5 separate regions of the Mus musculus genome follow, and all the other regions are linked to region 1. Evidence: chromatin contacts called from public capture Hi-C and promoter capture Hi-C data. All regions are on one chromosome and are shown on one strand. Each heading gives the region's core, a stretch centred on a gene start, on an enhancer-like site or on the middle of the called end of the contact. The rest is flanking DNA. Distances are from core to core; before and after follow the strand shown.

What was found. Promoter capture Hi-C pulls out the DNA fragments that hold promoters and counts their contacts. Capture Hi-C pulls out chosen DNA fragments and counts their contacts.
Region 2: a promoter capture Hi-C map of pre-B cells shows a contact between it and region 1, with 10 times the contacts expected there. The contact joins the enhancer-like site here to the promoter of Cldn11 in region 1. A contact is called at or near these places in 1 of 39 promoter capture datasets (pre-B cells), 7 of 484 Hi-C or Micro-C datasets (B cells, CD4 T cells, CD8 T cells and 3 more), 1 of 115 datasets of contacts at active chromatin or transcription factors (astrocytes) and 1 of 9 other capture datasets (liver).
Region 3: a contact with region 1 is called in a promoter capture Hi-C map of hippocampal neurons, with 5 times the contacts expected there. The contact joins the promoter of Gnb4 here to the promoter of Cldn11 in region 1. A contact is called at or near these places in 3 of 39 promoter capture datasets (the 3T3-L1 cell line, hippocampal neurons and pre-B cells) and 1 of 115 datasets of contacts at active chromatin or transcription factors (astrocytes).
Region 4: a promoter capture Hi-C map of hippocampal neurons shows a contact between it and region 1, with 3 times the contacts expected there. The contact joins the promoter of Mfn1 here to the promoter of Cldn11 in region 1. A contact is called at or near these places in 2 of 39 promoter capture datasets (embryonic stem cells and hippocampal neurons) and 2 of 484 Hi-C or Micro-C datasets (B cells and CD4 T cells).
Region 5: a capture Hi-C map of embryonic stem cells shows a contact between it and region 1, with 5 times the contacts expected there. The contact joins the promoter of Kcnmb3 here to the promoter of Cldn11 in region 1. A contact is called at or near these places in 3 of 39 promoter capture datasets (the 3T3-L1 cell line, liver and pre-B cells), 1 of 15 datasets of contacts at CTCF or cohesin (pro-B cells), 10 of 484 Hi-C or Micro-C datasets (B cells, CD4 T cells, CD8 T cells and 6 more), 1 of 115 datasets of contacts at active chromatin or transcription factors (astrocytes) and 1 of 9 other capture datasets (embryonic stem cells).

Annotation. Positions count from the first base shown.
Region 1 is chr3:31,147,020-31,152,164 of GRCm38.p6, forward strand. It overlaps Cldn11 (claudin 11), which reads left to right and starts at 2,901. Exons shown (of 3, transcript NM_008770.3): 1 at 2,901-3,356. The coding sequence starts at 3,131.
Region 2 is chr3:32,693,035-32,698,179 of GRCm38.p6, forward strand. No RefSeq gene overlaps it. Among named protein-coding and RNA genes, the nearest start is that of Actl6a, 13 kb to the right of the region's middle. Within about 2 kb of position 2,172, at least 18 of the 459 cell types and tissues checked have an H3K27ac peak or open chromatin away from gene starts, as enhancers often do. A contact at or near this core is called in pre-B cells, where this site is marked.
Region 3 is chr3:32,614,276-32,619,420 of GRCm38.p6, forward strand. It overlaps Gnb4 (guanine nucleotide binding protein (G protein), beta 4), which reads right to left and starts at 2,315. Exons shown (of 10, transcript NM_013531.5): 1 at 2,164-2,315. It overlaps Gm52622 (a long non-coding RNA gene), which reads left to right and starts at 2,336. Exons shown (of 2, transcript XR_003954599.1): 1 at 2,336-3,002; 2 at 3,128-4,209.
Region 4 is chr3:32,526,812-32,531,956 of GRCm38.p6, forward strand. It overlaps Mfn1 (mitofusin 1), which reads left to right and starts at 2,671. Exons shown (of 18, transcript NM_024200.4): 1 at 2,671-2,884; 2 at 5,087-5,145. The coding sequence starts at 5,094.
Region 5 is chr3:32,489,074-32,494,218 of GRCm38.p6, forward strand. It overlaps Kcnmb3 (potassium large conductance calcium-activated channel, subfamily M, beta member 3), which reads right to left and starts at 2,896. Exons shown (of 4, transcript NM_001195074.1): 1 at 2,835-2,896. The coding sequence starts at 2,896.

The sequences.
Region 1 (5,145 bases), core at 1,651-4,150:
TCTCTTACATGCACCTTCCATTTGTATGTGATTTATGTTACCTTTGTCTTCACAATACCCCTGGTGGGAAATTCACTCTTCTTGTTTCCAAGTGGAGATCATGAGAGTCACATGGGCAAGGGAACAGATCTAGAAGGAATGTGTTCCCTGGGTGTCTCCTTCCAAGACAAAAAATTTGACAGCTTAGTTAAGTCATTTTATTACTTCGTGCCAAAGTTCTGAAATCTGACTTTACAAATGTGTGTGTGTGTGTGTGTGTGTGTGTGTGTGTGTGTGTGTATGCATGTGCATGCATTCATGAGACCCATGGGTGGGCAAGCCATTACTTAACTCTGATTGAGTGAGCTGTCATGTGGAGAACATTAACTCTAAGAATGTAAGAGTTCTAAGAATATAAGTTTCATAGCTAGTTTTGCAGTGAATTGATGGAGCTCAGGGTTTTATAGTTTATATTGTCCTTAGCACAAAGCTAGTTTTGGATATTAAAGGGAATATCCGTCAACATCCAGATGAGTAGACTTTATGATGAAATACTCCGTAGACTTGATGGTTCCTTCGAAGAGGAGCTATATTTCCATAAAATAGTTTGCATAAGCCCTCACCCTGCGAGAGCAAAAGGAGACTGCAAGAACAAGAATTCTGAGCTTCACATCGTAATCTAGTGTCCAGGTTTCTTGAGGATTTGTTGCAGACATTGCTTTCAGCTCGGTATGTATAGTGACTCAGATACCCATAAAAAGAACTATACGGTAGGCTCCGTGTTCATCCCACTTTACAAATGACAGGGAACCGAGAAACATTACATAAAACCGACGTGAAGGCTCACAGGGAAAGGCACTGCCATCAGCCTGAAGTCCTGCCTGTGGTCCCTGGGACCCACTCGGTGGAAGAACACTGACTTCTGCAGCTGTCCTCTGACCTCTATGCGTGTGCCATGCACACATATGCACACAAAGTAGGTAAATAATGTAGTAAAAGACACACGGAATTCTCAGGGGTCGGATACAAACATACTTATTCTTTTAAAAAGCAATGTGAAATGTTTTGATCCCGTAGGCAGTAGTAGTGGAGCCAGGCCTTGGACTATGCAGGCTGGTCTGGGTAGCTCAAATAGCGACTAACTTGTCAATCAACAGCACCAGGCCTGCGTCAAACACATTGCAGGAGTTATCCCCCATAGGCCACAGTAACAGTAATAAAGTGTTTGCCATTCTCACTCCAAGACCAACCCACCAGTCACATAGGCTGAGCCAGCCCAGTGCAAGGCCAACCCACCAGTCACATAGACTGAGAGACAGCCCACTCCAAGACCAACCCACCAGCCACATAGATATCCCACTAGTCTCCTTGATCAAGGGCAGTCTTGGCTTGAAGAGTTGGTGGCATGTATGACCCCATCCATCATGGGGATAACTGCAGCAAGCTCAACAGGATGATGAGCAAAATGTCCATTTGCTGAAATCTGCCACCATTTTAAATAGAATAAGAGGAGAGGGGGAAGAGGCCCAGGTGACTAGATCAAGCCATACAGTAAGATAAGCAATCCTTTTCTTGACTTAAAATTGCACAAGTCCGAAGCTGTAGCTCAATGGTAGAGCATTGTCTGGCTTGCTCAAGTCCGTGGGTTCATCCCCAGTGCCTCCCTCCGCCCAAGGGCACAGAATGAGCCTTATCTGAATGCGTGTAGAGAAGGGGGCTGCCTGGTAGCCTTTGCTGATAGCTTCTGCTTCCCACTCAATCTGGGCTATCGGTTTTCTCGGTGGAGAACAGAAGCTAACTTATTTACAGTGATCTGGGCAGAATGCCTGGCTTTTAATGTATCACAAATGGAACACCAAGCCCTTTAGGAACATTCAGAAAGTGATAACCAGGATGGATTCTCAGGAAAGGTCAGGGACAGGAATGAGCGGGGCCCACGGAGTCTCCTTCCTAGCTGTGTGAACTTCAGGAGCTTGTCCTTTGGGGGGCTGTTTCTTCTGTGTAGAATTGACAGTTGTCCCCACTGCAAAGTGTGGACAATTCAGTAAGCTGTGGTATAAGAACACATGCACTTATCAAGTATTAATAACAGTGAGTAATCGTCACCATTATTGTGACCAGAGTTAATTCTGCTGGCACCATCTTTATTGTGTTATTTGTTTCTTGCGAAGTGTGTATGTGTGTGTTTATGTGTGGCGGTGTGTGTGGGGTGTGTGTCTGTGTACACACGTGTGCACTAGGAGGATGTCCCGTGTCCTGCTCTATCCCCATCTACCTTATTTCCTCGAGCCACAGAATGGCACTGAACCTGGCTCTAGAATGGCAGCTAGCAAACTCAGAGGTCCTTCCGTATCAGTCTAACAGCACCGGGTTACGGACTTAGTAAGCACCATGGCAGGCTTTGTACTGGGTGCTGGGCATTGGGATTGAGGCTCTCTCGTGTGCCAGCGCAGTAAGGGCCCTCACTTACTAAGCTATCTAAGCCCTCTCCCCGGTCTTTTCTTATGGCAACATCGGAGTGCTGAATGTGTCCCCTCTGTTCCTTAGGGGCATAGGAAAATGTACTAGGTGCCCTTGGAAGTGTCCACAGCAGAGAAGAGGGAGCGGTCGGAGAGTTGGTAGAAGTTTAGGAGGGAGACATAGAGAGAGAGAGAGAGAGACTACTTCTCTAGGAGTGAGACTACGCTTAACAAACCCAACAGGAGCTGGACGCGCCCCCTTCACTCTGCGGGTCCCTATCGGGATGGGATTAATTTAATTCCCAGCGCTGACCGTGTGTCACCAGCCGTGGGGCAGCCTGCTGCCCCTCCTCAGCCCCTGCTCCCTTCTACACCCGCACCGAAGCCTGGCTTGCGATTGGCCGGCTCGTCTCGGGGGCTGTCGCGGATTGGCGCTTGCCAGCCCGGGCCCCGGAGTTTAAAGAGGGGGCGGGGACGCGCTGCCCAGCAGCGCTGCAGTCCCCTCCAGGCGCACCTGTCCCCGCTGCACGCTGTCGCAGCAGTGCTTGCAGCCGCTCTCTCCCCATCTCGAGTAGCCCGGAGCCAGCGGCTCGCGAGGGCCAAGAGGGCAAGCCTAGGGAAGGCTCTGTCCAGGACGACACAGGGGGCACAATCCGTGTGAGTCGAGCTGCGTGGACGTCGCTGCGGCCACCATGGTAGCCACTTGCCTTCAGGTGGTGGGTTTCGTCACGAGCTTCGTGGGTTGGATTGGCATCATCGTCACAACGTCCACCAATGACTGGGTGGTGACCTGCAGCTACACCATCCCCACCTGCCGAAAAATGGACGAACTGGGCTCCAAGGGCCTGTGGGCTGACTGCGTCATGGCCACTGGTCTCTACCACTGCAAACCCCTGGTGGACATCCTCATCCTTCCAGGTAAGGACTCCAAGTTTGCAAGCAGCTTCCAGAGGCAGGTTGGGCTAGAATTGGGGATTTTAGACAGGGCTCTCAGAAGTTTGGAGACTCAGAGACCTCTGGATGATACATTTTTGACATCTCCAATCCAACCCTGTAGGAGAATTAGTCCTAAAGAGCCACCTGTCAGCCTCAGTTTCTTTATCTGAACATGAGATGATAAAGGTAACACTGGTCAATCAATGGCTTTGAGAATTTCATGAATCAAATCATATACACATGGTGGGAAATCATATACACTATTGTTAATTCCCCATGATTTCATCATCCCAGGTACCCAAGCTAATCGACCAAAGAGACACTCCAGTCCTCCCCCCACCCCCACTGTGCCATCTCCAGTGGGCTTCCGATTAGAGCTGTCTATAGGCCCGAGGAGAAGAGAACAAAGGGCAATTTCAAATAGGTGTAGGCTGAGCTGAGCTTCTTAGACTGCATGGCACTCCGGAGTCACCCGGATGAGGTTCCGTTCACATTCGAGGAGTCTCTGGACTGCCCGGATTAGTGAGTCTCAGTTGGTTCTCTCAGTTCAGGGCCTGCTTATCTGACTTGTCACCATCTTTACCTACCGTTTGCCCCTGGGATTCCTGCAGTGACTGTGCTTCCCACCCTCTCTCTGCCAGGGTGACACCCTTCTCCAGTTCTGCTCAGCAGGCTGCTAGCTATTGGGAAGAACAAGTACCCTGCGGGGAGGAAACTCCACCAGGGAGACACACTCAATGCCTAGGGTCACAGAGTGGGGTGGGGTGGGGTGGTCGTGGTGGTGGTGGTGGTGGGGTCGGGAATGTCGGGCAGCCTTGGAAACCCAGGGTGAGGGAGTTTGGGAGGGAGCATCTTTGGGTGTCATGGGAAAGTTTTTGGAAACAGTTTTGAAACCTGTAGCCAGTTGGATGACTTGGGTGGTTGTGAGCACCACTTGTGGATTTCTGCTAGAAATCTGTCACCCCCTTTGGCTTCACTGTCACCTAGGTGAGGTGGCCTAACTCCCTCTGGCCTTGTCTGGGTCATGTATATATTTAAGGGCATAGCCAGGCCCTAAGGTCTCGAGAGGAGCTAAATTTGTGCCTTCTCCCGAGAGCGCATTGGGGTTTTCAGAGACTCTGTACCCCCTTTTAGAGCCTTAGGTGCCCTCTCTTTTACAGACAGGACATTTGGAACTCACCTCCCTCCTCACAGCTCACTCACTGCTGACTCAGCTTTATCCCAGGATGCAGAAGTAGGAAACGAAGCCAGGGCTTTGTTTATGTTAGGTGAGCTCTCTACAGTCTGAGCAATATCTCCCCTCCCACGTTATATTTTAAATTCTCTTTGCATTCTCTCCTGGTCCACACCTTGCCTCTACCACATAGTATACCACACGCTGCATGTCACACCTTCCACTTGGACATTCAGAAGAACAAACATTAGGGAACCCTGGTGTGGACTCAGCTTTAGTTAACACTGGCTTTGGTAGACCTGGGTTAGACTCCAGCTCTCAACAGTCTGGGTTATCTGAGACAAATTGCTAACCTCAAGAAACCCTAGTAAATTTTCTTTAAAGAATTTAAGCCAAGCTAACCAGTTATCTTTCAGGATTGCTTATGGGAGCCAGTGAGTCAAGGAATTAAGTCCCGCTTTGAAGTAGGAGGTGGTCTAGGAAGGACAAATGTCGTTTTTCTACTAACAGCTGGGCATGGCTGTAGAGATTTCTAACTGATGCATAAAATCATTTTTGTTTCCTTCCCCTGAAATTCCCTGAGCATTCGGTGCCAAA
Region 2 (5,145 bases), core at 922-3,421, 1.5 Mb after region 1:
GCAGGGGATAGTCTTAAACTCCTTCATCTCCACCTGTGCTGGGGTTACAGGTGTGTGACACCACCAAAGTGTTACACGTGATCCCAAGCCCCCATTTTCTGACCCAGGAGTCAATATTTAGTATGACCAATGCCTGGGTAAGTTGTGTCATACTTTTCTGGTTTATTAGATCAGCCACATTTTGCAAACATTTTCCTTTCATCAAAACCCTTTCTTTCCTTTCTCTTGTCCTCGAACAGAAGTCTGTGTGGTCATGTGTTCTCCAGGTAATTTGAATGATCTGCACCCAGGACAAGTTTTGAGTTTCGTTTCCTAAAGCTTCATTTGAATTCTGCATTGTAAATACATTTTATTTTATTTTAAATGGTTGTGTGCTGCTGGTGCTGAGAACAAGTCCAGCCCATGTCAATAGCAATGTGTGCTCTTAAACACTGAGCAAGCTCTCCAGTCCTTAGCCCAGCATGGCAACCTGTGAGCATAAGCTTTTGTTTCAACATTAAATTCCTTTGCATTTCCTTACTCTGCTAACTACTAAATTCCGTTTCTCCATACATCCCTCTCTTCTCATCTTTGAGGAAAAAAGAATCTTCAAGAAGCTACACCATGTAAGCCAGGGGGATGATGAACACCTTTGATCCTAACTCTTAGGAGATGAAAGCAATATGACTAGAAGTCAAAACTATGTTCAACTACATAGCAACTCTGAGGCCAGCCTGGGCTATGTGAAATTGTGTCATATAGACATGCACACACAGCCTCCCACCCAGATACACACACCATACACCATATACATACACACCACACACCATACACACACACACATATCTCAAAGCAAGCAAAAAACCAAGACCAAAGCAAAACAATACTCCCCCCCCACACACACACACACAAACACACAACACAAGCATACAAAGAGGATATGATGTATGTGTGGCAATGGCTTACAGAACCCTCCCCCTTGGCCACCCATTGAGTCCTAGGATACAGTCTGATCACATGGAACTAGGAATCAGAAGCAAGAGCTCAACCAATAGCAGCAGCGTGGGGAGCAGGGGATGAAAGTGGGCAGTGGAGGCAGAGCCAAAACAACTTGTGTTGCCAGTGAGGTGACCCGTAGCTCTTGAGGGAATCTTGTGACACTGTGACCACAAACAGGGCTCAAGCCAGAGGCCATTGCAGCTTCTGGCTTAATCAACATGTGAATGGACTTTGGTAGAACTCTGGAGGAGGTCAAGTGTGGCTTGCACTTTCTTCTCTCTGGGTGACCCATAAGCTGTTGGGACCGGGTTCCATCGCTGGTGGCTGATTCTCCTTTCTATTGTTGCACAAGATGAGTCTTGCCCAAAGAGCTCACAGCTTTGTGAGAGCAAGACAATGGACCTTCTTGTCTCAGTCCCTGCCTCCTCCCAGGTCCCAAGAGACACCAGCCTGCACTAATAGCCGTTAGGGTTATCGCGTTTATGAGGCAAGAGTTGTACAGCATAAAAGACCAAGGCTGGCATGTGAAACATATTCAGACAAGGAAACAGTGATATTTGTGTTGAGTTTGGACAGAAGGATTTGAAGTATGAATTGAATACTTGTATTGGATGATGTATTTTAACAGCTCCTGTGTGTGTGTGTGTGTGTGTGTGTGTGTGTGTATAAAGTTACAGCACTCCCTCTCCCTCTCCCTCTCCCTCTCCCTCTCCCTCTCTCTCTCCCTCTCCCTCTCTCTCTCCCTCTCCCCCTCTCTCTCTCTCTCTCCCTCTCTTGCTGGTGCTGGTATGCAAATATTGGTAATAGCTATGTAGCACCCTAAAATAACTTAACAATGTGTTAGAGAAGATGAAATGGGTGCAGAAATAAGTAGAATTTTAGAGGTATTTCAAGTGCTGCTTGAGTTCTTAAGAGAGAGTCATTCTATCCGTTTGGAGGATTACAGGACCAGGTAAGGCATGGGCTGTTTTCAGAGAAGCAGATTTGACTTAGATGTACAGGCGGGCAGGCATCGGGAATGCTGAGAGGACATAGTGCTGGGAGTAAAGCCACCACAGGAAGGCTTGGGGAGTGGCCAGGGGCCACTTTGGGTGACCCGGAGTCTATCTGAGAAGAGCTGGAGAGATGACACCACAATAAAGAGTGCGTACTGCTCTTGCGGAGGATTCACTTCCCAGCACCCGTGTGAGGCAGCTCGTAACCACCTATGATTCAAGCACCCTCTTCTGACCTCTGAGGGTTCCTGCACTCACATGAACTTACCCCTCACATATGCGGAATTAAAGTAAAATAAATACAACTTTAAAGAGTTACTGTGAGAGGCCAGGACACATGGGTGATGATATCACCTGAATTGATCTCATATGTTCAAGTCATAATCCTAGTACCTCAAGTGAGGCTACATGTGGAGATAATGTTTTAACAGATGTTACGACGTGGTCTTCAGAGTGGGTCCTAATCCAATATTGTAGAAGAGGAAGTTTGGGCACAGACATGCAAAAACATAGAGGAAAGACTTCATGGTGACATCGGGACAAGCAGCCAATGACAATTTGAGAGAAATGCAGCAGTCAACAGCTTGATCTCACGGTGCCAGTGACTTATTTGGTGTTTCTATTGCTGGGATAAAGGATAAAATATGTACATTATGGTGGTTTGAATGAGAATGGCTCCCAAAGGCTCATAGACTGAATGTTTGGTTGCCAGATAGTGAAACTGAGTAGGGTTAGGAGATGTGACCTTATTGAAGATGGTGTGGCCCCATTGGAGTAGGTGTGGCCTTTTGGAATGGGTGTGGCCTTTTGGAGGCGATGTGCCACTGGGCTTTAAGATTTCAAAAACCTATTCCAGGTTTAGTGTCTCTTTCCCTCTGCCTGATGCCTGTGGATTAGTATGTAAAGCTCTCAGCTGTTGCTTCGACACCATGCTTGTCCGCTCCCCAACAGAATGATAAAGAACTAATCCTCCAAAACTGTAAGCAGGCCCCCAATTAAATGCTTTTCTTTATACAATTTACAATTGTAGTTCATCACTGAGGGAAGGCAGGCTAGGAACTCAAGCAGGGAAGGAATCTTGAGGCAGGAATTGAAACAGAGACCATGGAGAAATGCTGATTGCTGGCTTGTCCCCCATGACTTGCTTAGCCTGCTTTCTTAAAAACCACTTATGACCACTTGAGGTGTGGCACCACCCACAGTGGGCCAGGCCCCTTCTACATTAATTATTGAGAAAATGTCGCTGGGCAGTGGTGGTGAATGCCTTTAATCCTAGCATTTACGAGGCAGAGGCAGGTGGGTTTCTAAGTTGGAGGCCAGCCTGGTCTACAGAGTGAGTTCCAGGACGGCTCGGGCTATACAGAGAAACCCTGTCTCGAACGTTCATCCCCCCCTCCCAAAAAAAAGAAAGTATTCCCATGGGTACACCTACAGGCCAATCTGATGGTAACATTTTTCTAAACCGTGGTTCCCTCTTCTTGATAACTCTACCTTGTGTCAAGAAGAAAACAAACAAACAAACAACAACAACAACAACAACAGATAACCACAATTAGTTAGGACAGGGCCCAGACTGATGAATCTTTTCATCTTGAACTTCCCCATCTGTGGCCCTTTAAGGTACTCTCAGGAGCCTAAGCCAGGTACGTTAGAGCTGTTCCCCGGGGTCTTGGATTCCATGAAAAGGAGTTTAGGCTAGACCCTGGGCAGGATTTGGTGGTGCTCTGGGCTGTGGAACAGCTCCATGACAATGTTGCCACTGATTCACATTAGTGGTACATCAGGGTGGCCCAAGGAGTTACTTTGCAGCATCCACTAATTACATATCGACCCTGCTCCCTACATGGTTATCGTGTCCTGTGTCCCAGGAGCTGCAGCAAATGAGCAAAGGTTTTGGTGTTTTGTTTTTGTGGTGAGAGCGCATAGACACAAACATTCATGTTATCTCACACATGGTTTTCAGTGCTGGTGTTGTCTTTTGAGGACCCCACTGTCTCCACTGCAGAATTGGACTGGTGTATTGTGAAGGAGCCTGCCGTTACCAAATTGTTAGTCCCCCCGGGGGAGAATAGGATCACTACCACACTTTAGAGACAAAATGGAAGGAAGCTTGATTTTATTGGGGTGCACCCAGGAGCTGGCCAGCGGCGACTATCTCTTATATCAGGTTAAAGAGAGCAGGGCATAGTCTATTTCTTGGACCCCTTCTAAGGAGTAGAATCACAATTGGTTTCAAATCAGGTTTACAGAAGAGAGACAATAAAGAAAAAGGAAATATAGAAAAAAAATCTCAAAAAAAATCACCATGTGGTCATCATGTGATTAGGGAAGGCTAAGGGGGGCTAGAATATCCTCAAAAATAAGTCAAGATCATGGCTCGAGGAAACAGACTTTAAAAACAGCAACTCGGCTCTTCTAGTAAATAAAAGCTTATTTTTAACAATACAGCATTATGGCTTCTGTCTTCAAAATGGAGTTAGGCTGGTTCCTCAAAATATCGTTTGCTTCCTCATAATCACTGATCTGTTAGTAAGATGGTTAGCAGAGCCCTTCTTATCCTAATGGCAAGACAGACATGTGTGAATCTGACTCAGTGTTTCAGTCAATATTCTATTGCTGTGAAGAGGCACCACGACCAAGGCAACTCTTACAAAAGAACACACTTAATTGGGACTTGCTTACAGTTTCAGAGGCTTAGTCCATTATTTGCATGGTGGCACGTAGGCAGACATGGTACCTGAGAGATATACAGCCAGATCTGAAGGCAACAGGGAGAGAGAGACACAGGGCCTGGTGTGAGCCTTTGAAACCCCAAAGCCCACCCCCAGTGACACACTTCTTTCAGCAAGGCCACACCTACTCCAGCAAGGGCATACCTCCTAATGCCTGTCTTAGTGCCTCTCCCTAGTGACCAAGTACTCAAATCTATGAGCCTGTGGGGGCCATTCCTATTCAAACCTCCATACCCTGTTTCTGTGTCTGAGAAGTTGAGATTCCAGTTACCTGTAATCTGAGCAGCGCTTGCACAGAAATGTCAGGGAACATAAGATGGTGCTTTCTATCATTCCTCATAATACATATATCTACACTAAAATGTCTATGTTGAAATTTGCCTTTCATAGTCACTTACTTTGTGTATTTTACAGTATGGAGTAATTCTAGGTATACCTAT
Region 3 (5,145 bases), core at 1,065-3,564, 1.5 Mb after region 1:
GAGAGAGAGAGAGAAGAGAAAAAAAAAGAAAGAAAAAAATGAAAGACAGACAGAAAGACATAGGACAGTAACTGAGGTAGAACACCACATTGAGAAAAGTGTGTTTTCAGTAGATACACCACCATATTTACACAACAACGTAAGGGAGCCACAGAACCAGACACAGAAGCTTCAGGGTAAGGGGGTGGTAGTACAGGAAGCAGCTGTGAGAACATCTGGCTTAACACATAAAGGATATCAAAGAATTCCCACGTTATAAAGCAGGTTGTTGTTGGGAGACAGGGGCTTCCTTGTAGCCCAGGTTAGAACCCCTTTCAACAACACCCTCCTGCCTCATCTGCTGGAGCTGAAACTCCACAACACCTGGAGTTGCTTGCTACCCTGCTTCCATCCTCCCAAAGTGGTGGTAGTTGTTTCTCTGGAGCCCATGTCAAAATAGGGGTATTAGTTTGTAGGAGCCACCACCAGTTTAATGCCAATAGAGTAACTGTACCTCAGGAAAAGGGTCACTGACCCCAGGGATGCCAGGAACAGAATGGCTGATGGGTGGCTATACAGAGTAACACCAGTAAATGGCACCAATCACAGCAGAGAAACCAGCACAGGTTTCTGACATGTCAAGGAAATTTTATGTGTACATCAGTGATGGCTGAGGGTCCTTCCCAGGACCTAGGACTAACTGAATGTGTTCTGCAGGAAAAGCATGCACTCTGCGGACAGAGGGATCTTGTCCTGACTCCAACTTGAGTTAACAGTTACAAGGCCACAGTGAGTCATTTAACATCGCCTTGCCTGTGGAAGGTATAATGTGTCCTTTGAGGAGTGACCCAGAGATGACAGAACAGAATAGCTCACTGCCCCTGATGAGAGGACAGAGCTTCAGTAAACAATTCCTTTAATAAATCTGATTAAACTAGCCAGCAAGGCAAAGAAAGGAATAGCCAAACCACCAAACTTAAATAACACACCTGAAAGAAATCAGAGAATTCACTCACTCTCCGACAATATTTGGTGATGGGGAAAAAAAAAAAAAAAAAAAAAAAAGCCCAACTTAGATACCACTCTTAGTTTTGAAATTGTCCCAGGATCTATTTCAGGATCTATTTTTAAGGAGTAAAAACACACGCTGAAATGTTTATTCATAAAAGACCAGCAACTCAGAACTGCTTCCTGTGTATTGCTCATAGGCTTAAGGCATGCAGTTAAGCAAACCACAGCACGAAGAATCAGCGTCATGGTCTAATAACGTGTAGACAAGAGGTCTGGCAATATTTATTAAATGATATTTTTAAAGTTTCTATTTCGGTTTCAAATTCACCAGCAAACCCAAATGCAAAAGCAAAAGACTCCTTAAGTGCTCTTAATCAAAATATTAAAATATACAGTAAACTTTCAGAATCAGCAATGAATGCTGGCAAAGACCAGATATACAGTTTGGTCAGACCCCTGTAAAAGACAACCTCTCTCCCTCTCACATTAGCATGCCAGCCATCACATCCTGATAAGCTGAAATATATAAAAGGTCACCACCGTCCGAGTTCGCGATATTGAAAGGGACTAATAATTACAATTCTGTCTTAAGGCAACTCCCTAGTAGGGCGCGGGTCTACAGCAGGTTATAATACTCACCTTTTTTTGGGGGGGGGGTGGATGGGAAAGGAGTAGAGAAAACAAAATCACCCACCACTGTCAGCCTTCTCTCAACTTTGAAAACGCAGAAAGAGATGCGGGGAGAAGACGAGAAAAAATAACCGCTTTCTCTAGTTCTAAACTTGCAAATATCCAAAATCCGTTATCACCCACCTTAAAAATAACCAAGCTTTGGGGACATAGTATCAGTCCAAAAACAACAACCTGAGGCTCCAGCAGCCCGTGGAGAACTTGGTGGAGATGGCGGGAGGCTGTGTGTGTGTGTGTGTGTGTGTGTGTGTGTGTGTGTGTGTGTGTGTGTGTGTGTTGGGGGGGGGGGCATTCTCTGCAGCTACCGTCCTCTAGACTCCCGGGTGGACGCACCCTCCGGCCGTCCCGGGCCTCGCAGAGCGCAGGGGAGCCCGCGTCCACACGGAGCCCCGCGCCCGGCCGCCCGCGTCCACACGGAGCCCAGCGCCCGCCACCCGCGTCCACACGGAGCCCTGACGCCCGCCGCCTGCGCTCGCCACCTACCTGGAGCCCGGCCGCCACCACCGCGCTACTGCTGGGCGCCCGGCTGCGGGTCGCGAACCGCTAGCTGGCTCCACCACACAAGACGGCGACCACACCCAGAGCCCTGCACGCCGGACGGGGCGGGGACCCGGGCGCGGCGCGCTGGGCGGGGGCGGGGGCGGGGGCGCGCGAGGCCGGGGAGAGGGTCTGGGAACGCGCCGAGAGAGCGGCGCGCGTGGCTCGGGTCGGGGCTGGCGGGAGCGAGCGCGGTCGGGGCGGGGGGCGCTTGCAGGGGCTCGGGGAACCCAGAACGCGCTTGGCCTGGGTGGAGGCTGATTGGCGCATGCAGGGCCAGGGTGCGTGTGTGTTGGGGAGGGGGCTGGCGGGGGCGCGCGCGTGGCCTGGGCCAGGGTGCAGGGGGTGGGCGCTGGCAAGGCGTGCAGCTTCTGCGGCTTTGGGAAGCGGAAAGCGCATCCCCTGCAGTTTCGATTTATCAGTGTGCCCCTGGACGCGCCGTCTAAGCTGAGTGCCTGACTTCTTCACGCCTGGGCCTGGCCTAGGCTGCTCTGCTCTGGCGGGCTGCAGGGTTGAGCCAGGAGAGCCACAGATGCAGTCTGCAATTACTGGGCTCTAAAATCTGAAGTCAATCCAGCCAAGCAGCCGTCGGTGGATGCCCGAGGTTCACTGGGAACACGAAGCTAGTGATACTGCCCTCCTCCCCACCCCCAACACCAGAACGTGCTGTAAACATTCCTGAACAAACCTATGCTCGCACAGAGCCTGCCCTCTTGACTGTCAGCTCTCGGAAGTTACTCTGTGGTCACTGATGACTGGAAGGCCTTCTCCCAGCACCCTGCCAGGTCTCTGCTCTTTAAACACTAGTGCACCTCAGTGCATCTCAAGCGACTTTGTTCGCATTTCTCCGGCGTTTTATACTGAACATGTTATAAACTAAATGTCTCCCTCCAATTTGTTTCTTCTGCAGGGGCATTGCTCCTCTCCCCACCCCCATCTTTCTTCGGAGTTAATTCCACTTTGACAGACGGTTGCTATAGCATTCTCTTTCTGACGTCAAACAATTTAAAGAAACAGAGCTGGGTAAAAGAGGCTTGCAGAGCTGTAGAAGGGTTTAAAGAATATCAGGAGAGCTTGGCACCCCCGCGGCCTTCCATTCTTCCTTATCAGCTGCTCCATATCAACCTGGAATAAAAGCCACTCATACCTACCGGCAAGGAGGCCAAACAGCAGTCTGAATGTGACTGGGGAGAAGATCTGCTCTGTGTAAAAGCCACCCCACCACAGATGTGAAAACACCAAGATACCAGGATGATGAAGTGGTTTCTCCCCAAAGTTTTGCTTTCCCTAATTAAATACTAGAAGAAAATGAAGAAGTACCAGACTTACACGTCAAAGAGTCAGGATGGTAGGTTGCAGCCGGAGTGGTCTAATTTTTGATGGCATCTTTCAGTAATAAGTCCTAAACTAGAAGGTTGGAGACAAGGGGAAGCCGGTACTTAGGGAGGACATGCATTTCTAAGGCTCCCTGCCTCAGCCTGCCTCTGTCATTTATCCCCATTTCACAGACTAGCAAACTGAGGCCCACTAGGATTCTGCTTGTTTCATGAAGTCACATAACATGGCACCTGACTAGACCAACTCAGATACTTATTTTCCTTTGTTGTGATTTCCTCCCTCATAATCCTGTGCACAAGCATGTCCCATATGGCAGGATTCTGAGAAATACTCTACTGTCAACTGTATATTGAAAGACAAGCACCTGGGGAAACTTAGTGGAAAGCCCTGGGGTACTGAATCTATTCTGGAGATGATCGGGGAAGCAGACATCCATAGCTCCAAAACATGAACTGCAGAGCCCGAAAAGATTGATGGTCTTTGATGATCTGTGAAAATTTGATGCGGACAGAAATCCTGGCTGAATAGTCCAAATACTTAAAAGAAGTAAAAAGTATTCATCACCCAAAAAAACCCACTTCATATTATATCATATTGTATTTGTTTTGTTGCCTGTCTCTTAGTTTTCTAAAAAGAACCCCTACTTTTAAAGAACAAGCCTGTGTACTGTGTGTTGGAAAGCAGAGTCAGTGAGATTTTCATTGCTCAGAGCAGCATCCCAAGAGTAACAAAGTGTGTGGATGGACTCTCACAGCTCCTGGTGTTTCCAAGAATAAGGAGATCTGTGGAGGATGGGGGTAAAGAAAAGAGAGGAGAGAGGGGAAGGGAGGAGGGAGGAAGGGAGGGAGGGAGGGAGAGAGAGAGAGAGAGAGAGAGAGAGAGAGAGAGAGAGAGAGAGAGAGGACTGGGAATTTGGTGGAGAGAAACTCGCCAAGGAGATACACAGGAACACACAGAGACACATGTACACACAAGTATACACACATACACGTACACATACGCACCACACTCACACACATACGCACTCTCACACACACAGAGCTCATCGTTGACGGTTCTGGCTGTGTGGAGGATCGCCCCTCAGGACTGTGCATGACGATCCACGGCTGCATCTAGGCCACTAACTCACTGAGTCCATGCTCTCAAAGTCTGCTTTATTAACGGAACATAAGGGGCGCCTCAGAGAGGGAGTGCCAGGGTGCAGGTGTCTTCTGCCCTCGTCTTCAGGATGGTGTTCGCCAGGAGGGCTTGCTGCTACTCCAAGGACAAAGACAGGAAGACACACTTGCTTGTTTTGTTTTCAGTCCTGACCTGCTCAGAACTTCTCAGAGTCATGCTCAGAAAAAAGGAATTGGCTTCATAGGGGTTCAGTGACAGTTCCTTATAGAGAGATCTGTGTCCCTTTTGGTCCAGTTCAGAGACTTTCTGCCCTTGATCCTGATTGTGTCATTTGAATTCTCTTCCCAGTGAGCCCTCGAATTTACAGTGCCACAGGCTTGTAATCTCTGCCTTCAGATCATACTCTAGAGACACTCGATTTTTTTTGTTGTTGTTGTTACTTTGCCAAGTGTGCTACAAATGATAGAACCA
Region 4 (5,145 bases), core at 1,421-3,920, 1.4 Mb after region 1:
CCATTACAGATGGTTGTGAGCCACCATGTGATTGGTGGGAATTGAACTCGGGACATCAGGAAGAGCAGTCAGTGCTCTTAACTGTTGAGCCATCTCTCTAGACCCAAGACTCTTTTTTTTTTTTTTTTTTTTTTGGTCAATAATTTTAAATGGTCATTTTTGTGTGTTTTAGTGTTAGGATTGGCCTACTTTACTTTTTACTGCTATGACAAACACTATGACCAAAAAGCAACTTGGGGAAGAAAGGGGTCTTCCTGTTTTTGTTTTAGTTTTCTTTTTCTTTGTGTGTGTGTGTGTGTGTGTTACCTTAAACTTTATAGTCCATCATTAAGAGATGCCAAGGCAGGAACTGAAGCAGAGTTCAGTAAAAATACTGTTTACTAGTTTATTCTCCATGCCTCACTCAGCTTGCTGTCTTATACAACCAAGGAGCACCTGCCCAGGGGTGACACCTTCCAAAGTGGGCTGGGATCTCACACATTAATCAACACAATGCCCTACAGACTTGCCCAGAGGCCAATTATTTGAAGACAGTTCCTCAATTGGGTGTTCCCTCTTCCCTGATGACTCCAGTTTATGTCAGTTGTCACTGGGATTGGACTCTGGACTTTGTGCACACTAAACACACTGTCACTGAGTTATTCGCCAGCCCCTAGGTACTGACCTGTCTTTGCTGTGCTTTGCATAGTATGTGCACACGTGTGAGTACATTAGCCGCTAGAGATCAACAGTGAGCAACGTTCACTATCAGTCTCCACCTTATTTTGGAAACAGTCTTTCTTTTTTGTTTTTTGTTTGTCAAGACAGGGTTTCTCTGTGTAGCACTGGCTGTCCTGGAATTCACTCTGTAGACCAGGCTGGCCTCGAACTCAGAAATCCTCCTGCCTCTGCCTCCCAAGTGCTGGGTTCAAAGGTGTGTGCCACCATGCCTGGCAAGTCTTTCAAAGAACTCAGCTCACTGATTTGCTAGCCTGGCCAGCCAGCTCCAGAGATTTCCCCACCCCCAGCATTATTGTTTTCCCCATGAGTGGCTAGAGATCTGGATCCAGGTCTTTATGCCATCACAGCAAGAACTTTACTGCTTGAGCCTTCTCCCCAGTCTCTTAAGTACTGATCCTTATTGGCTATATACCCTGGAAATAGGCAGTTCAAGGCCAGCCTGGTCTATGGAGTGAGTTCCAGGGCTACACAGAGAAACCCTGTCTCAAAAAGAAAAAAATCATTTTAAAAAATCTGGCCTGGGAGGCAAAGGCATTGGATCTCTGTGAGTCCAAGGCTAACTTGTTCTACATAGTGAGTTCCAGGACCCAGGACTGTCTATATAAAATGACACTGTCTCCAAAAAACAACCCAAAACAAAAATCTTCAAATTTAGGCAGAGTGAGAGCACAGATCTGAATTCTAGCACTTGGGAGGCTGTGACAGCGGGTTTGTGAGTTCTTTTTGTTGTTGTTTTGTTTTGTTTTGTTTTTTGTTGTTGTTTGTTTGTTTGTTTGTTTTTTTTGGAGACAGGGTTTCTCTGTATAGCTCTGGTTGTCTTGGAACTCACTTTGTAGATCAGGCTGGCCTCAAACTCAGAAATCTGCCTGTCTCTGCCTCTCGAGTGCTGGGATTAAAGGTGTGTGCCACCACGCCCAGCTCATGCTTGTTTTTTTAACTCATCCATTTTAGCACTGTCCTTCCTATGTGTCTTGGACAGTTTTTCTCCAGATATTCCCAGTAACAGTCCTGAAATGACCTGAGAAATGACATCCTTTCAGAAAACACATACCTCTTTGGCTCCACCTTGCTCATTTTTCTTCACTCTATCCTCTTGTCCTGATCTCCCCCCCCCCCCATAATAGCAGTCATAGTCTGAAATGATCTCATTCACTGTATTTATCCAACTTTTTTATCCAACTTTTATTTTTATTTATCCAACTTTTGCAGGTGCCCATCAATGTTTTAAGCACTTTACACCCTAACCCATTTACTTTCCCACAATTCATGAAGTAGGCATTTTTAGTATTTTATAGATGAGGTAGCTGCCATTCATATGGATAAAGGGGCTTCCCTGGCAAAAGCATCTCATTTGCTAACTCTGTAAAGAACCTCTCAGGACACATGCTGTGAAACCTCTCTTGGAAGGTGGAACATGTAGAGTCCTTGGGCTTCACCCTCGATCAATCAATCAATGGTTTAACAAGATTCCCAGGTGATTCCTAACAAAGTTTAAATCATGAACAATTAATTTTCTTGAGTAATACCTCTTACAGTAAGTAGACACACACAGCTCACTCCAGTAACCCCAGAAAACCAATCAAGACCAGAGCAATTGGAAAAGTCAAAGTTTTGACGACCCCCCCCCCCCCCCCCGCATGATAAACATCTATGTGGTTTTGGGGTACTTCTCCCCCTACACCCTCAGATAACCATGGACATCTTTTCACACTTGGCGCCTTTGAGCTTTGAAAACTCTGAAGGGAAAAACCAAGGGGAGGAGTTGGAAGGTGGAACAGAAAACAGCCCAGTGGTTAATAAGAACTCCTGCCCAAAACAAACCTCGCCTTCAGCCCTGAAGGAAAATGGCGCCCGCAATATATGCAGTTCTGGTCTCGAAGCGTCAGCCAATAGGAGATCCGAAGCGCCGGAAGTAGCCGCCCCTAGCCCCTCCTCTGGGCACCTCCCCTCTTTCGGGAGGATGAGACAGCCAGGGGGCTGTGGCGGAGCTGTGGTTGCTGGGTGACAGTGGGGAGCAGGGACGGAGTGAGTGTCCGCTGGCGGGTGGCGACGTCCGGGGTGACCTTCGAGCTCCGGACCGGCGCAGCGCGAGCGCCCTGACGGGCCGGGGCGGCGGGCCGGGCAAGGGCGACGGGCGGCCAGCCTGAGGGAAGGCCCTGTCCAGGTAGGAATCCACCCGGCTGGGCAGGCTCTCGGCCCACGCGGCTTCCTCTCCCCACGCACCTCCTCCGCGCCGTCAGTTCAGGATTCCGGAGGGAGCCACCCTCCTGGTGGCCACGGCGCTTCTTTTCACGCACACCAGCGTTAGCGTGTGCTTGTCTTTGGTGGCTTTTCATAGGAGCTTCCAGGTAGAACGTCTTTTACTTTAAATTCAACATTCCTTTAAGTTTGGGGACTTTGGCTTGAAGCCTTCCTTCATGCCTTCTTTAAGTCTTGACTCCGTAATTGTGACGAAAGCTGCTACCTTCTTGGTGTCTGTACTGCATTAAGACTTGGGCATTCTTTTATTTTCTTCGCTAACTGGGAAACTTAGTTTAGCTAAACTAGTTTCATCTTCACTCGAGGAAAATAAATTAGGGATTACAACCAAGATTTTTGTTACTAGCTTTTACCGATTTTACATTTATTTACATATCTACTCTTCCAGGATTGAAGATTGAGCCCCTCCCAGGTCTCCCATGCTAGGCAAATGCCATTGTATCCCTAAACCGGTTTCTAAACTGAGTGTCACTGAGAGACCCAGGCAAGCCTTGATCTCACTCTGTTGCCTCTTGTAGACTTGAATTTTCAGCTTTTCCTGTGTGACACTCCTGAGTAACTGAATTACAGGTAACATGACAGGAGGCAAATTTCTCTTTTTTTAATGGGAGATCACTCGAGAGTAATCTTTGGTTTCTGACTAACATGGTTTCTGTAAATAAATAAATAATACTAAAAAGTATTTTATCTATTTGGCCAGGTTAATTTTTTGCTATTAGGAAATTGAGGCATGAACTAGCAGGTATCAGACTAAGCATGATTTTAAATGTTTGCTCTGTTTTTAGATTTTTTAATGTGTATGTTTTTCTTCCATATACGGATGCATGTTTCACCACAGTTTCTGCGCAGTGCCCTTGAGGTCAGAATAGGGCATAAGATCCCCTGGAACTGGAGTTACAGGTGGTTGTGAGCTACCAATTTAAGTCCTTCTGAAGAGCAACAAGTGTTTTAAAGCACTGAGACATCTGCCTAGCCCTGGAGGCATGCACATTTCATTTCTTCTTTCTTCTTCTTCTTCTTCTTCTTCTTCTTCTTCTTCTTCTTCTTCTTCTTCTTCTTCTTCTTCTTCTTTTGTTTTTGTTTTTGTTTTTTATTTGTTTGATTTTGAGACAGGGTTTCCCTGTGTGTCCCTGACTGTCCTGGAACTTGCTCTGTAGACCAGGCTGGTCTTGAACTCACAGACATCCAGCTGTCTTTGAGTGCTGGGACTATGCGCCACCACTGCCCTGTTTTCATATGGTTTTTAAAATTATATTTAACTTATATGTGGAAGCGGTAGACTTTCACAGTTGGTGTTTGGAGGCAGAGAACAACTTGCTGGAGTTGGTTCTCTCCTTCAACCACTTGGTTTCTGGAGGATTGAACTTAGTCTCCTCCACCTGAACTGTTTTGAGAGATTTTGAGTTTTTCGTTTTGAACAAGGTTTACCAAGGCTGGCCTGCTTCAGCCTCCTCCTGGCTGGGATCACAGGTGTGTAACACCACACCTTTATCATTCAGCTTTTTTTTTTTTTTTTAAATGTGTACGGGTATTTTGATTGCATATATATGCAACCAAATTTTGGTGTACCATGTGTGTACCTGTGTCTGTGGAGGCCAGAGGAGGACATCAGAACCCCTGGAACTTGAGTCTTAAGACAGTTGTGAACTGCCATGTGGGTGCTGGGAATAGAACTGGGTCCTCTAGAAGAGCAGCCAGTTCTCTTTAACTGCTGAATCACGTCTTCAAGCCCCTCATTGTTAAGTTTAAGTAGAGCTTTGGAGATGAGGAAAGCCCTGCTATGTCGCATTGTCCAGGTAAAACTGGACTTCCTGGTGTGAGTGCACCCCCTGCCTCAGCCTGCCCCAGTAGCTGAGACTCCAGGCATTTGTCATCCACAGGCTAATTATTGCTTTTCTTTTTTTTCTTTTTTTTTTTTTTTCTTTTTTTGGTTTTTCGAGACAGGGTTTCTCTGTATAGCCCTGGCTGTCCTGGAACTCACTCTGTAGACCAGACTGGCCTCGAACTCAGAAATCCGCCTGCCTCTGCCTCCCAAGGGCTGGGATTAAAGGCATGCGCCACCACGCCCGGCTTAATTATTGCTTTTCTAACCTTTTTCTCAACCTAGGTGCATAATGGCAGAAACGGTATCTCCACTGAAGCACTTTGTGCTGGCAAAGAAAGCCA
Region 5 (5,145 bases), core at 1,646-4,145, 1.3 Mb after region 1:
AAGCAAGCTGAAGGGCTGGAGAGCTGGCTCAGTAGTTAAGAGTGGGTATGTGTCACTTGCAGAGGACCCATGTTAGACTAGAATTTACAACTGCCTGAAGTTCCAGCTCTGAGGCATATGACACCCTCTTCTAGGCTCCAAGGGCACATGCATGCACAGAGAGAGAGAGACAGAGACAGAGAGAGACAGAGACAGACAGAGAGAGAGACAGAAAGAGACAGAGAGAGACAGAGACATACAGACAGAGACACAGAGACAGAAAGAGACAGAAAGACAGAGAGACAGAGAGAGACAATGCTCTTAACCACTCCACCATCTCTCCAACTCTTCAAGCTTGTCATATTAAGTACATTCCCACCCTGGATTATTCCTGTCTTAATGTTATTTTAAACAAGTGTGATCACATTAGGCAGAGTTTTTTATTAGATAGGGTTTTTTTTTTTCATCTTGTATTTTTCACTTAATTTCCATGCCATTAACAATGATTTGTAAGCTCCCTGTGATTTCACAGTCCATCAATCAGGTAAGGCGTACGGTTCTTGCCTGCATCCTCGGAGTTGAACGTTACTGGCTGTCTTCAGTTTTTGAGACTGCAGCAGTACTGTCTGGGGTGAACTCAGTAGTGTTTATAAACACTTTTTATCCCAGGGTCTCAGAGTGATTAAGAATGATCTCATTTGCTCTCTAGTCAGTGAGATGAGCCAGTAGCATTTTAATTTTTTTTTCAACCAGGAATATTGATGTCCTGAAGACATCAACCAGTATCCTCTGTGCCCGTTCCTCTCTGCCCTGTCTTCCTTGCTTGATCCTCCCTGCGCAGTCCTCCCTGCCCAGTCCTCCCTGCGCAGTCCTCCCTGCGCAGTCCTCCCTGCGCAGTCCTCCCTGCCCAATCCTCCCTGCCCAGTCCTCCCTGCCCAGTCCTCCCTGCTCAGTCCTCCCTGCCCAGTCCTCCCTGCTCAGTCCTCCCTGCCCAGTCCTCCCTGCCCAGTCCTCCCTGCCCAGTCTTCCCTGCAGAGTTCTCCCTGCAGAGGATGACTTTCCAATCAAATCAGAGCACAGCTGAGGCTCCCATGCCACCTTCTCAGGCTGAGGCAAACTGAGTTGCTAACAGCGTGAACAGTCTAGCTCTAGCTCCATAGCTTGCCTGGGTGTGATCCGGACAGAAACCAGCAGCCTTGCCCTTTAACATCTGAACTGAGCAAGAACTCGAGGTAGCTCAGCCACGCGTCACAATTCACCTAATGAGGATCCCCATGCGTTTGTGACGCTGGGCATGCGCATTCAACTACTACCTCCCTGAAGTTTGTTTCAGCTGAAAGGTTTTTGTCATTGCCTGAATCTTTCTGGGTATTTGCTTTTTTAAAAAAAAATACAAAATTGCTTAGCAACTTTTTGTGAAACAGCAAGTGAGGTTGATAAAAAGCCACCACCAAGTGCAGGGTGGGAGCAATAAGAAGCTATCCACCTCTGCATGTCAGGAAGGGAAGTGAGCATAGGGATGCGTTGGGGGCAGACTGGACTGTCTTCCACCTTGCTTGTGTCATGAGGAGCATCTTCACGTTCACTCGCTGGCTTGGTTGCTATTCTGTCTCCTGCCACGAAGCGACTTGCTGTAATTGCCTGCTCATAAAGGCATTAGCTCATAGCTGGGCGAGCCTCTCTACTTTGTGGTCTGACCCTTCTACCAGCCTGGAACCCACGCCCAACCCATCCAATGCCTCTCCTTCATGCCCTAAACCAAATACCCAGTAGAGTAGTTAAAGCTGGAGGTTAATGAGTACCCAGCTCCCAGTTCTGCTTATATTGCTAAGAGCCACCCAAGTTTTCTATAGTGGGAGAGCTTGGCTTCAAGGTGTCCTCTTCCCAAGAATGTACCAGAACATTTCTAATATCATATTTCAAAAGCCTGGTATGGCTCTCCTCTGCCCATTTCTGACTGTCCTGCTGCCCCAACTCTCACACAGGAGTTCAAGGCCCCACTCCTCTGAACTTCAAAATTCTTCTGCTTTGCATACCCTTGGGGAGAAGGGTCCTAAAATAATCTTTTTCACTTCCCACTTACTCAGTATAGTTGGGTGGTTAATACCAGTAATCTCTACACTTGAGAGGTGGAGGCAGAAAGAGCAGTTCAAAGTCAGCATCAGGTACAGAGCATGTTTGCAGTCAGCCCAGGCTATGTGAGATGCTGTCTTAATAATAATAATAATAATAATAATAATAATAATAATAATAAAGCTAGAATGTACATAATATATGCAGGCCTGTCTAGTTTAGAGAGTTCCAGGAAGGCACCACCGTGCTAGAGCACACAAAGACAAGTATCTCTATTTCAAGATAAGATGAGGGGCAAAGACCCAGAGTCATGCAGCTGCCTCGGTGGGGAGCTGGAACCTGAATCTTGGTCTGGACCATTAAGGCTTCACCAACAAGACCAAAGGCTGGTGTCATTTCTTTGTTCTTTCGTACAAGAGATATATTGCTGAGCACTGCTTTCAGTGCTGGGATCCATAGCCCACACCACCTGTGTCACCTGTGTACCCAGGTAGAGAGTGGTCCACACCTGGAATCCCAGCACTGGAGATCAGGAGGCAGGAGGATCATTCTTAACAATATAGAGAACTTGAGGCCAGCCTGGGCTACATGACAGCCTGTCTCAAAACAGCAACCAAAGGTGGGGGTGGGGTAGAGGTGGGTGGTAGGGGTACCTGGGAGGCATTGCAAGCTGGCCTCCTCAAAGCACCTACCAAACTCAGCTTTCAGCATGCCGCATTGTAGCCACACTGGCCTTGATTAGCAGGAGGCACACTGATGGGAGATTCAGGTGGGGAACTTACCTCCCTTGGCGCCTCCGGCCACCCTGTAGCGTGATTTGGACAGGGATGCTGAAGGGCTGCATGAGGCCAGGAGATGTCTGGATCGGATGCTCCCCGCCTGAGTTGTGCCCTTTTAGAGCGCAGGAGGCTTAAGCATCATCGGAAGTGGAGTCCCAGAGGGAGTTGCCAATTCCCTGCCTAGCCACAGACACCAGGACCCCTGCTGCATCCAGAGCTGGCGGGGTCCTCTAGAAGTTTCCTAGAGAGGTGGGAACTCAGGCAGCCTGGCTGCAAAGCAACGTTCAGGTATAGTTGCTCATGGAGTACCTAGGTGGTTCTGTAGCCAACAACACTCCCCCAGCATTGCCTGGCGCCTGTTCCACCTGACACCTGTGTTTCCTCTGAATTCACCAGGTGCATTGTCATAGAGACCAATAGGACTGTGGAAAGTTCTGAGGCCCCAGGGACTCTGTAATTGGGGACAGACATACCCAATACACAACGTGTAAGAAGAGGAAATGTTCTGTCCCAGACACATTCCCTTCTTTTTTCAAAATATTATGTTTGGGTACAGGCTTAATATAGTAGCCTTTTCTGAATAAAATTGTTCTGAATAAAAGAATAGCTTTACAAACCTGTGAGGTGACTCAGTGGGTAAAAGGTCATCTGGCCAAGCCTGGTGACCTGAGCTCCATGCCCAGACACCAGTGAAGGTGGAAGGTGAAAGAGCCAAGTCTACCAAACTGTCCTTCGAATTCCACACAAGCGCACAAACAGGTCATGCACACACACACCTGGCAATCATAATATTAATTCGTTTAATTTTTAAAATTAGATTTACAGCTGGCACAATAGTTTCCACTCAGAAGGCAAAGGCAAGAGGGTCAGAGCTCAGGGAGGTAGCACTAGGTGCTAAAAAAAAAAGCAGGTCGGCTAAGCCATGGAGGCGAACAAGTAAGCCACACTCCGCCAAGGCCCCTTCCTGTGTCCAGGTCCCTGTCCTGTTTGAGTTCCTGCCCTGGCTTCCCTCGGTGATGAACTGTGGTGTCCAAGTGTATACAGTACAAATAAGCCCTTTCTCCCCAGGTTGTTTTGGGTCATGTTGATTTATCACAGTATATTTGTTAGATTTCTGAAGCAGATTAAAGACACAGGAGGCAGCAAATGTCCAGACTGACCTCAACAGAAAATGGATACTACTTCTTTCAAAACATCGAAGGGTGAACCCTCTCCTGTGGGGAAGAGGTGCTCGCAAGGACGGGAGGAACCTACGGACTTTCTATAGGGAGTGTGGCAGTTGGAGAATAGGACAGAAGTGAGGGGCTACGTGTGAACCTTTCGGTTTGCCCTTTCCTAGTTTTGCCTGCTGCGTCCAGACAGGCTACAGGAGACCAGCTGACCCAGTGAAAGCAGCTTGAGCAGGGCCAGCTGTATAACCTCCTATGAATTCTATTCTTACAACTGAAGAATTCTAACTGTATGCATTTCTTTTCTGCTGCCGTGATAAAGCACCATGACCAAGGCAACTTCTACAAGGAAGTGTTTAACTGGGCTTGCAGCTTCAGAGAGTTAGAGTCCATGATAACACAGTGAAGGAACAATTGAGCACTCGCATCTTGAGCCATATCCACCAGGGAGAGAGAGAGAGAGAGAAAGAGCATATCTCATCATTTGTAATGAATTAATTTGTTCATTTAATGTGTATGACTGTTTTGCCTACATGTTTACAGGCATGAATAGTGCCCGCAGAGGCCAGAAAAGAGAATCAGATCCAGAACTAACTGGCATGTCAGATGGTGTGGCTATGGGTAGTGGGAAGTGAACCTTGGTTCTCTTAAACACAGAGCCATTTCTCCAGCCCCTCTCATACTTTTGTCTCAGGCAGCCTTTTTCTCCGGTCTCCTGTTCTTGCAGCTCCACTCTGCCTTGCTCCTCCTCAGTTATTAACTAGTTTGTAGTCAACCTTCCCATCTTTACCATGGTAGCCATGGCTACCGGTGGTGAGTCTGAAATCACCGATGCTTGTCTTCTGTTGGCCTGCAGAGTAGTGTCGCTTCAAAGATAAAGACATTTCTCTTATTCATCCTTCTCAGCTCCTACAGGATGCATGGAGTTTAGGACACAGGAAAAATGATAATTGGCTCCATGGCTGATTTTCTTTCCCAATTAAAATAGAATCCTAGGGATGGTGTTACATCAGATCACCGAGTGACCTGCGTCCTGCAATCTCACGTGTCTGGTGTCATAGCTAGTAAACTGATGTGTAGAGGAGAGGTGACAAGATGTGACGAGAACGAGGCCATGTCACTAAGTCACACATAGACAGGAAGAG